3 separate regions of the Gossypium hirsutum genome follow, and regions 2 and 3 are each linked to region 1. Evidence: chromatin contacts called from public Hi-C data. All regions are on one chromosome and are shown on one strand. The core of a region is the stretch at or near the end of the contact, and the rest is flanking DNA. Distances in the headings are between cores, read along the strand shown. Region 1 holds the start of LOC107888701 (glyceraldehyde-3-phosphate dehydrogenase 2, cytosolic). Region 2 holds the start of LOC107888850 (ankyrin-3). Region 3 holds the start of LOC107888729 (protein TPLATE).

Region 1 (2,789 bases), core at 175-2,674:
GTAGTGCAGCTAGCATTGGATACAATGTGAAGGTCAGGCTTGTATTCCTTCTCATTGACACCCACAACAAACATGGGAGCATCCTTACTGGGAGCAGAGATGATTACCTTCTTTGCACCACCCTAAAAAGTGAAAAAGCATAGATCAGATGAGAATACCATACACGAAGATAAGAAGAAGAAAATCAAGTTCCAAACACAACTTTTGGGGGCCTTAACTCCAAAAAAGCATAGGATCAAATTATTATCACAAACCTTCAAATGGGCAGCAGCTTTGTCCTTGTCAGTGAAAACACCAGTAGACTCAACGACATAATCAGCTCCAGTCTCACCCCAAGGGATTTCTTCAGGGTTTCTGGCATAAATCAAAAGCCAATAAAAAAAATAGCTCCTAAATGGAAAACTCACCATGTTCCTCAAGTCAATTACAACAACCCATTTTGAAAAAGAAACACATGATATCACCTGATGCCGAAAACAGTGACAGGCTTTTCACCAAAGAGAAGGGTTTTTGAGTCCTTCACCTTAAGCTCATGGTGCTTCCATTGACCGTGAACACTGTCATACTTAAACATGTAGGTCTGTACAAATACAATTATCAAATCACATCAATAATTAAATCGTTAAAAAAACTGATTAAAACGGTTCTTCATTTTTCATCCTTTCTTTTCAAATTAGACACAAGATTCGCTCACTAAAAAAAACCTAAGCAGAACCAGTAAGTTTATAATAAATCTCTTAAAGATCGAACAAGAAATACATCAGTTTACCAGTTGAAATTTAAACTATTTCATCATGCTCTGTTAGGTAACACTAAAAGTTCAAGAATCATATCACAAGAAAGAAAGAAAGAAAAAAATTCAAATCATCACTCATCTCAGAGCAGAGAAGATCAGATCAGCTTTCTTAAAACTAAAACCAATATAATACAAACATGCACGGAGACTAATGCCAAAACCTAGTAAATAAGTGAGAAATAGGAAGGAAAATACAGTGTACGAACCATGTAATCGGTGGTGATGAAAGGATCGTTAACAGCAACGAGCTCAACATCTTCACTTTGGAGAGCAACTCTGGCAACCAAACGCCCGATCCTTCCAAATCCTTCACCAAACAGAAAAAGAAAATCAGATCCATAATTTAAAAACAAAATCAATAATAATAATAATAGTACCGTTGATTCCGATCTTGATCTTCCCCATATCGAAAGAAGCGAAAAAAAACAAATCTCTGAAAAAAAATACGACGGCAAAAGAACGGAAGTAAAGGAAGTGAGAATTGAGAGGAAAAAATGAGTAAAAAGGAGGGTTGTTTATATACGAGAGGAAGTGTTGGTGACAGAATGATAGAAAAGGGCAAATGACGGAGATTCTCACGAGGAAAGTGGGGTCGTAGCTCACGTGTCACTTGGATGATGATGAGAAGAAGAAGAAGCAAGGGTAAAAACGTAAAATCAAAGAGTACAGTGCAGAATGAATAAATCCATAAATGAATTAATGATCTTCTTTTCTTCTTAAGTCTATCAGTCAAGTTCGTCACGTCTGATTATATCTTCTAGGACTAATCTGTTTTTGAAAAATAGGAATCGACTTTTTAAAATGAAAGTTTAGAGTTTCTAAGCTGTCGAAATTATTTTTTTAAAAAACGGGAATCGACTGTTTAAAACGAAATTTTAAAGTTGCCACCGATCCTTTTTGATGGAGTGTGATCGGGTCACCTCAAAACGTGGTCGTTTTTCAATAAACAGATTGATTTATCAAAACAACAATTTTGGTCTGCGAAAATTGGAAAAACAGGTTTGGGAGTCGATTACGTGCGAGGAAGGGTTATCACTCTTGTCACGCCCAAATTTAGTACCTAATTGATTATTCAGTGTCTTAATGTTGAAAATTAAAAATTTGACAAGAGTTTAAAATATGATTCCTCTTAGTGTTAATGTTTTTTTGAAGTATTTGGATGAATTAAAACGTATGCCAATGACCGTTTCATCTTAAGATAAAATGTTATATCCAGTACGTTAGGACACAACACATCGACCCTCGATTATGAGCTTGCCTTCTATTTCATTTAAAACACATGTATTTAAATTTTAAAAAGGATATTTGGATATTTAGATCAAACGGAAAATCGAAACCCAGTATGTTAGGGCACGACTACTCGAATTTTTAAATACGGAATATTGCCTTTATGTTATTTAAAACTCATGTATTTTATTTTAAAAGGATAATCGGTTACTTAGATCAAACGAAAAACTGAAACCTAGTACGTTAGGACACGATTTCTTGAATTTCCAAGTATCGAATATTGCCTTTACTTGAAAAATCTAGACAAAAATAATAATAAATAAAATAATATAGAGATAAAAGATAGAATAACAAAGAAAATTCGAATAAAAATTTAATTTAATTCGGGAGGGGGAAAATAAACACACGTACAACAAAATATTGAATGAAATAGTTTAAAAATAGGACGGATAATAAAAATAATAGTAATAATAATTTAAAAAATAATGGAAATGATATTAAAAAAAATAAATATAATGATGATAATAGTGTTAATAATAATAATAATAAAATAATAATAAACAAACGACATATTAATGATAATAGAAAATAATGATAATAATAACGGAAGTAATGAAAATAATAATAATAGAAACAATAGTATAAAAGTAATAATAAAATAGAAAAATGAAAATAATAAAAATAGAAACAATAGTATAAAAGTAATAATAAAATAGAAAATAACAATGATACACTAATAATAATAATATACGTGCTAATAACAATA
Region 2 (2,789 bases), core at 155-2,654, 830 kb before region 1:
CTGTATATGACTATTTTTAACTTTTTTTTTTATTAGTTTTGTCCAAAGATCTTCAAATTTTAATTAAAACTGAATTAATCACCGAATTGATCTAATTCGGTTAGAGACGATTAAAAGATTTTTAGAATTTCGGTTAACGATTAATTCTGTTCGAAATCAATTAATTAACTGGATTAATCGAACTTAATAAATAATATCATATATTATTTGCATTAGGCTATTATAAATTTATTGTTTTTATGTTTTATACTTATTTTAACTAAACCCACCCTAAGTAGTTGGTTGTTGTTCAGCTTATGTACATGTAAACACATGTCATATTTTTGAATAAAAATTTTAATCTTTTTATCATAAATATTTATTATTTTCAGGTTGAGGAAAATCATCTTCTATTTTTGAAAATTGACACTACTATTTTATCATTTTTAACCTTTCCGAAAACAGTATAAATAACATGTCATTCTTCTCATTTTACACAACAGCAAGCAAACAATAATATTTTCTCTACATTATTTAGCTCGCTTGTTTTCTGTTCAGAAAACTTTTTAGGTCAAATTTCCGACCAAGTTTTCAACTTTAGTTTTACTTTTTGAATACTCTTGAGAAGAGTAATGCCAATTGTGTTCCACATTCTTTATTCGCGTGTACGAATACTGAAGTACTGTATTGACATTTGGGGGTGACTTCCTCTACATGATTACATCGATTAAGGCGGAATTGCTTCTAAGGCAATGATTAATTTATTTATTTTGTTTTACAATATGTGATACAGATTCAAATATTATTGAACTAAATTTAAATATTTTAAAGGTAAAAGGAAGGGTAAATGATTTAGAATTACAGTGCGTAATTTGAAGGACTGTAATAAATAGGAGGGATTCGTAGCCCGTCATTCAAGCACAATTTTGTTTTGGTAATCAAAGTGCTTAAATATATCTACGTTTTTCTTCATTTGTGCGTTTTATAGCTGGAATTAATTAAAATCCTAGGGGGATGTTTCAATATTTTTCACATTTTTCATGTCCAATTTATACCAAATCAGGACTGCCCAGATATAAAATATTTCTTATCAACGGTCCTGATTTGAGATCTCGAATACATGATTTAATTACCGGATATTCTTAGGCCAACAGTATACAAATCATGGGCCCACCTCACAGTTTCCTCTTAAATTTAGGTAAAATTGTGGTCTTAGTCCTTGTATTATACTTAATGTGATTTAAAAAGAAAATCATTGATGCTGTGAAATTTTTTTAAATTAAAAACAGTCAAAATCATAATGTTGATTTTAAAAGATAAATAATTATGTTTTATAACCATAATTTTATCGTGGATATAACCGTGGTAAAAAGGGTAAAAAATCGTATTGTAATAAATAAGCCACCTTGTATGTCCTCCACTCTGTGGCGCTCACTTCTTTCAACTTTTATTTTTATTTTTGTTTTAATTCCAAGGGAGCTGCTGCTGCTTCTTCTCCTTCTTCTCTCTCGAGCCACGCGCATCTTTCGCATGCCATCTCTCTCCTGTATTTACATCGACTTTTGTGTGCTACCTTGAAGAAACCGCCGCGACTTAACAATGACGGTGTTTTCCGGCAGCAGACAGGTGGTTCCCGTTGATTACGAGGCCGAAGTTTCTCAGCGTCTGCTCGAAGCTTCTTTAACCGGCGATCTGAGGTCAGCTCTCGAATGCATCGCCGATCCCTTCGTCGACGTCAACTTCGTCTGCGCTGTCTGCTTGAAAACCAGGAAGACAGAAGTCGTTTTGAGAGAAGAATCGGCGAGTGAGGTCCGCGTCGAATATGAGGAGTTTAAGACTGACGTCACCGCTCTTTTCCTCGCTGTTCATGTTGGAAATGTCTCTCTCGTAAAGAAACTATTGGTAATGCAATAAAAAAATATCCTTTTTTTTTTCCTGTTTTATTTATCGTTTTGATCGGTTTGTGACTCAAACTGTTCCATTCACGTTGCGTTTTACAGCGGTTTTTCTTCATTTTGGTTATCAGTTGAAATCTTTTATCTAATTTTATTTTTGTGTGTTTCGTAAGCGTTTTAATCTCCTCTGCATTTCGCTTTTCAAAATTAAATTTGAGTTGTTTGTACTGATTTTTAAGAATCATTTTAATGATTTTTGAGGGGTTCCCCCCATTTTTGCTTAAATTTTGAATGTTTTGGAAATCAGTAAGTGGTCACTAAAAACCAGCGTTTTAGGCCAACAGAGTCAGATCGTTGCTTTTCAGGTCTCCGTTTTTAAAGCCACTTGATAGAATTTAGTAAAAGTCAAAATGATTTTTAAATTTTAACCATTCATTTCTTGGTTTTGAAGCGTTTCACTGGCGCTTTCTTTAATACTCTGTTTGGCTACTGAGAAAAGAACAAAGTTGCGTAGTATACATATGCTCACTTTGAAAATGACTTTTTTAAATTCAAATTTCAGCCGAGTATTTTGGTGATTTCCTAATTTTTCGAAGTGCTAAAAGTATTTTAAATTTAAGATTGCACGTAATTTGCGTTCTCTAATTACCTAGATTCGTTGATATAATTATATTATTATGTTTTTTTTTTAAGTTTTCAAATTTATTGTTTATGAATTTAAGGGTTGCATCTTTCATGTTCTCCTAGCATAATCTTCGGAAACTAATATTCTTTTTTACTTCAAAATATTTCCATATGTTCAAAGATTCAATATTTCTTCCTCATGCTTTATTTCATTCTGCTGCTCTGGTCCCCAAAATTCAATTCCTCCGTGTAACTTAAATTTACAATTTTATGTTTTTTACCAACTGTACA
Region 3 (2,789 bases), core at 199-2,698, 750 kb before region 1:
AAATAAAGAAACTTCTAAGGATGGATTCTAACATATATATTTCATTATTCTATCTTTCCCAGTGTGACAGCTAACCTTGAAACGCTCTCACCAGTAAAATTTCATAAACTCGCTATATCAGTGATTCAGACCTATCTCTTACACACTAAGAAAACCAAATTTAATTTATGCAAAAGAATTATAAAAAAAAAAAAAAACACACCTGCATATGAAGATCAAGCAAATGAAGATTAGTAACAACAGCTCGAACAATACTTTCTCTCGCAGAAGCAAACTCCTGTCTATCCCAAAGTGTCAAAATAGCAATTATTGACTGTGAAGCCCACTCAGGCTTCCCTCCAGGCACATCAGCCAAATACAACATATTAATCCCGACGTCAAAAATCAACGCAGGTTCCAGCGAAGATGCCAGAAATGGAGCCAAATGAGTGACTAAATCCGACACACCAACTAATTTCTCCGCATTGGAATCCACCACAGTCCCATTCACTTTAGAACCCTTTGAAATCTTCCTTATAACTTCCAATCCCCCCGAAGCCACTGCCTTAACTGCATAAACTAAAGGAAAAACAGTTGCTCGAAAACTCTCAACCGGTAAAATCAATGACCTTGCCATTAAAGTGCTGCGTTTTTTCCAAACGAAATCAACCATTGAAGAAACCCAATTTGACCTTATAGCCAAAGAATTTTCACTATCAACAAGCTTATCACCAGCTAATCTGCTCATCCTTTTTGAATCCAATTCCTGAAATAATCTCCCCACGGATTCAAATGCTACCTTTGAAACCGTGTCGGACTTGTCCAACATATTCTGCCCAATCCGAGCCCACCAAGCTGATACCTTATCGAGAAGATTAACATTGTTTTCACACAACGTTACGAGATCGTCTCTAGCGAGAACACATCCTAGAGTCTCGGTGATGGAGAACCGGAGGTTATCGGAAGGGGAATCGAAACAAGCAGAGATCTCGGCATTGGAATCGGTGATAAGTTTGGCGAGGGAATAAGAAGGGATGGCAGCGAGGATGGAGACTGCAGCAGCAACGACATCGGGATCGGGGAAGTGGAAGTCGTTACGGATGCCGGTAGAGACAGAATCCCAAAGGTCGGCGGTTAAACGAGTGGATCGGATGAGGTCGAAGGCAAGCTTTTTGCAGACGGCGGAGGCAGGGGCGGCGACGATTTCTTCAACGGCGGATTTGGCAATTATGGAAATGTCGCGACCGGCGGCGGATTGTTGGAGGGCGGAGAGAAGAGCGCTGGACTGGCGGAGAGCATCGTTTGAGCGGAGATCCGCTTGGATTTGAGCAAAAAGAATATCCATTAACAAAAAAATTATTTGGGTTTCTCAATGGAACATCGGGATGAAGTTCGAACTAGTCAATTTGAAGATCTGATCTGATACAACGAAGAGGTGCAAGAAAGCAGTTATCAAAATGAAAATGTTAGCTCCGGACCAGCTTGGCATTGTGGTTGAACCAAATTGGGCCGGGTCTGTATATGAACTTGCATCGGTTTTCGGTTCGGCCTATGTTTGTTGGTTTGGACTTTGGTTATTGGTTGTAAAAAGTTTTTAAATATTAAATAATGTTATACATTTAATAGAAATATGTATTTTATTAAATTGAACAAATTTTAATATAAATTTAAGGGGTTAAATGTTTAAATTTCATGGCATATAATATTTTTGGGGCAAATTATACAGTAGGTCACTCTAAAATAGTGTCATTTTTATTTTGATCATTTTATTTTTTTGTCAATTTAGTCACTCTGAATAAGATAATTGCTCGAATTAGACACTATCGTTAAAATTTTTGTTAATCCACTAACGGATGTTGAAATATCATTTTTTTTTACTTTTAACTAAAGTTAGTACCTTCTTTGTAATTAGTCTAAAATACTTTTTTCTTGTTCATTTGCAACATAATACTAAAGTTGGTAAGTTCTCTTTTTCCTTTTTGTTGTTTGTTTCCTCGGAAAAGTATCAAAGGAAAATGAGGATAGTTTTGACTTGTTTGTTGACTTATAGGTTTTACCGTGAGTATTATGCTCATAGTGTTTATTTGTGCACGCTTGATTTGTGCTCAGATTCAGCTACGTGCTTTTCAGAGATCCTTTGCAATTTCTTCAAGATCTAATCTTAGTATGGTAAGTTTTTCTTTACTTTTTTTTTTTAAGAAAATTTATTTTTTCTTCTTAATTTTTAAATTTCTAGGATTTGATTGTGTTCTGTTTCATCGTGCGTGTTTAGTTTATTAACAAATCTAGTTTTGTTGGGTGTTCAACTTTATTGATGAAAACAATGATTTCCCAAAAATATTTCGTCTTTTTTTTTCCATAGCAATTATGTTATTGTTACTAGATGCGTGTTGAAATTAATAATGGAAAGATGATTTTGAGGGTACCCAAGGGAAGATTTTAAGATTTTTATAAAGTAATTTTTAAGTTTTTTCTTTTATTTTCTTCTTTGTGTGTTCTTTTTGAAAAATTTTAAGAGAAAATCAAATTAAAGAAAAGAAAAAGAGTGATATAATTACCTAAGAAATTAGAACATGGGTTATTTTGGACAAGCCAAATAAACAAGTCAAAACTATCTTCATTTTTCTCTTTTACTTTTCCTAAGAAACAAACAACAACAAAAGAAAAAGAGAACTTCCAAACCTTAGTCTTATGTTGCAAATAAACAAAATAAGAAAGTGTTTTGAACTAATTATAAAGAGCTTTCTAGCTATACTCAAAGGTAAAAAAAAAAAAGCCATGTTAGCAATCCGTTAGTGGTTTAACGAAAA

What was found. Hi-C and Micro-C count contacts between places; a contact is called where the count stands out from the background.
Region 2: a contact with region 1 is called in a Hi-C map of leaf, with 1.7 times the contacts expected there. The contact joins the promoter of LOC107888850 here to the promoter of LOC107888701 in region 1. A contact is called at or near these places in 2 of 34 Hi-C or Micro-C datasets (leaf and seedling).
Region 3: a Hi-C map of leaf shows a contact between it and region 1, with 2.2 times the contacts expected there. The contact joins the promoter of LOC107888729 here to the promoter of LOC107888701 in region 1. A contact is called at or near these places in 5 of 34 Hi-C or Micro-C datasets (all in leaf).

What each region holds. Positions count from the first base shown.
Region 1 is chrA09:15,053,088-15,055,876 of Gossypium_hirsutum_v2.1, reverse strand. LOC107888701 (glyceraldehyde-3-phosphate dehydrogenase 2, cytosolic) reads right to left here and starts at 1,424. Exons shown (of 11, transcript XM_016812878.2): 1 at 1,174-1,424; 2 at 1,003-1,103; 3 at 465-580; 4 at 255-354; 5 at 1-122. The coding sequence starts at 1,201.
Region 2 is chrA09:15,878,772-15,881,560 of Gossypium_hirsutum_v2.1, reverse strand. It overlaps LOC107888850 (ankyrin-3), which reads left to right and starts at 1,404. Exons shown (of 4, transcript XM_016813098.2): 1 at 1,404-1,881. The coding sequence starts at 1,579.
Region 3 is chrA09:15,800,253-15,803,041 of Gossypium_hirsutum_v2.1, reverse strand. It overlaps LOC107888729 (protein TPLATE), which reads right to left and starts at 1,448. Exons shown (of 7, transcript XM_041077806.1): 1 at 203-1,448. The coding sequence starts at 1,324.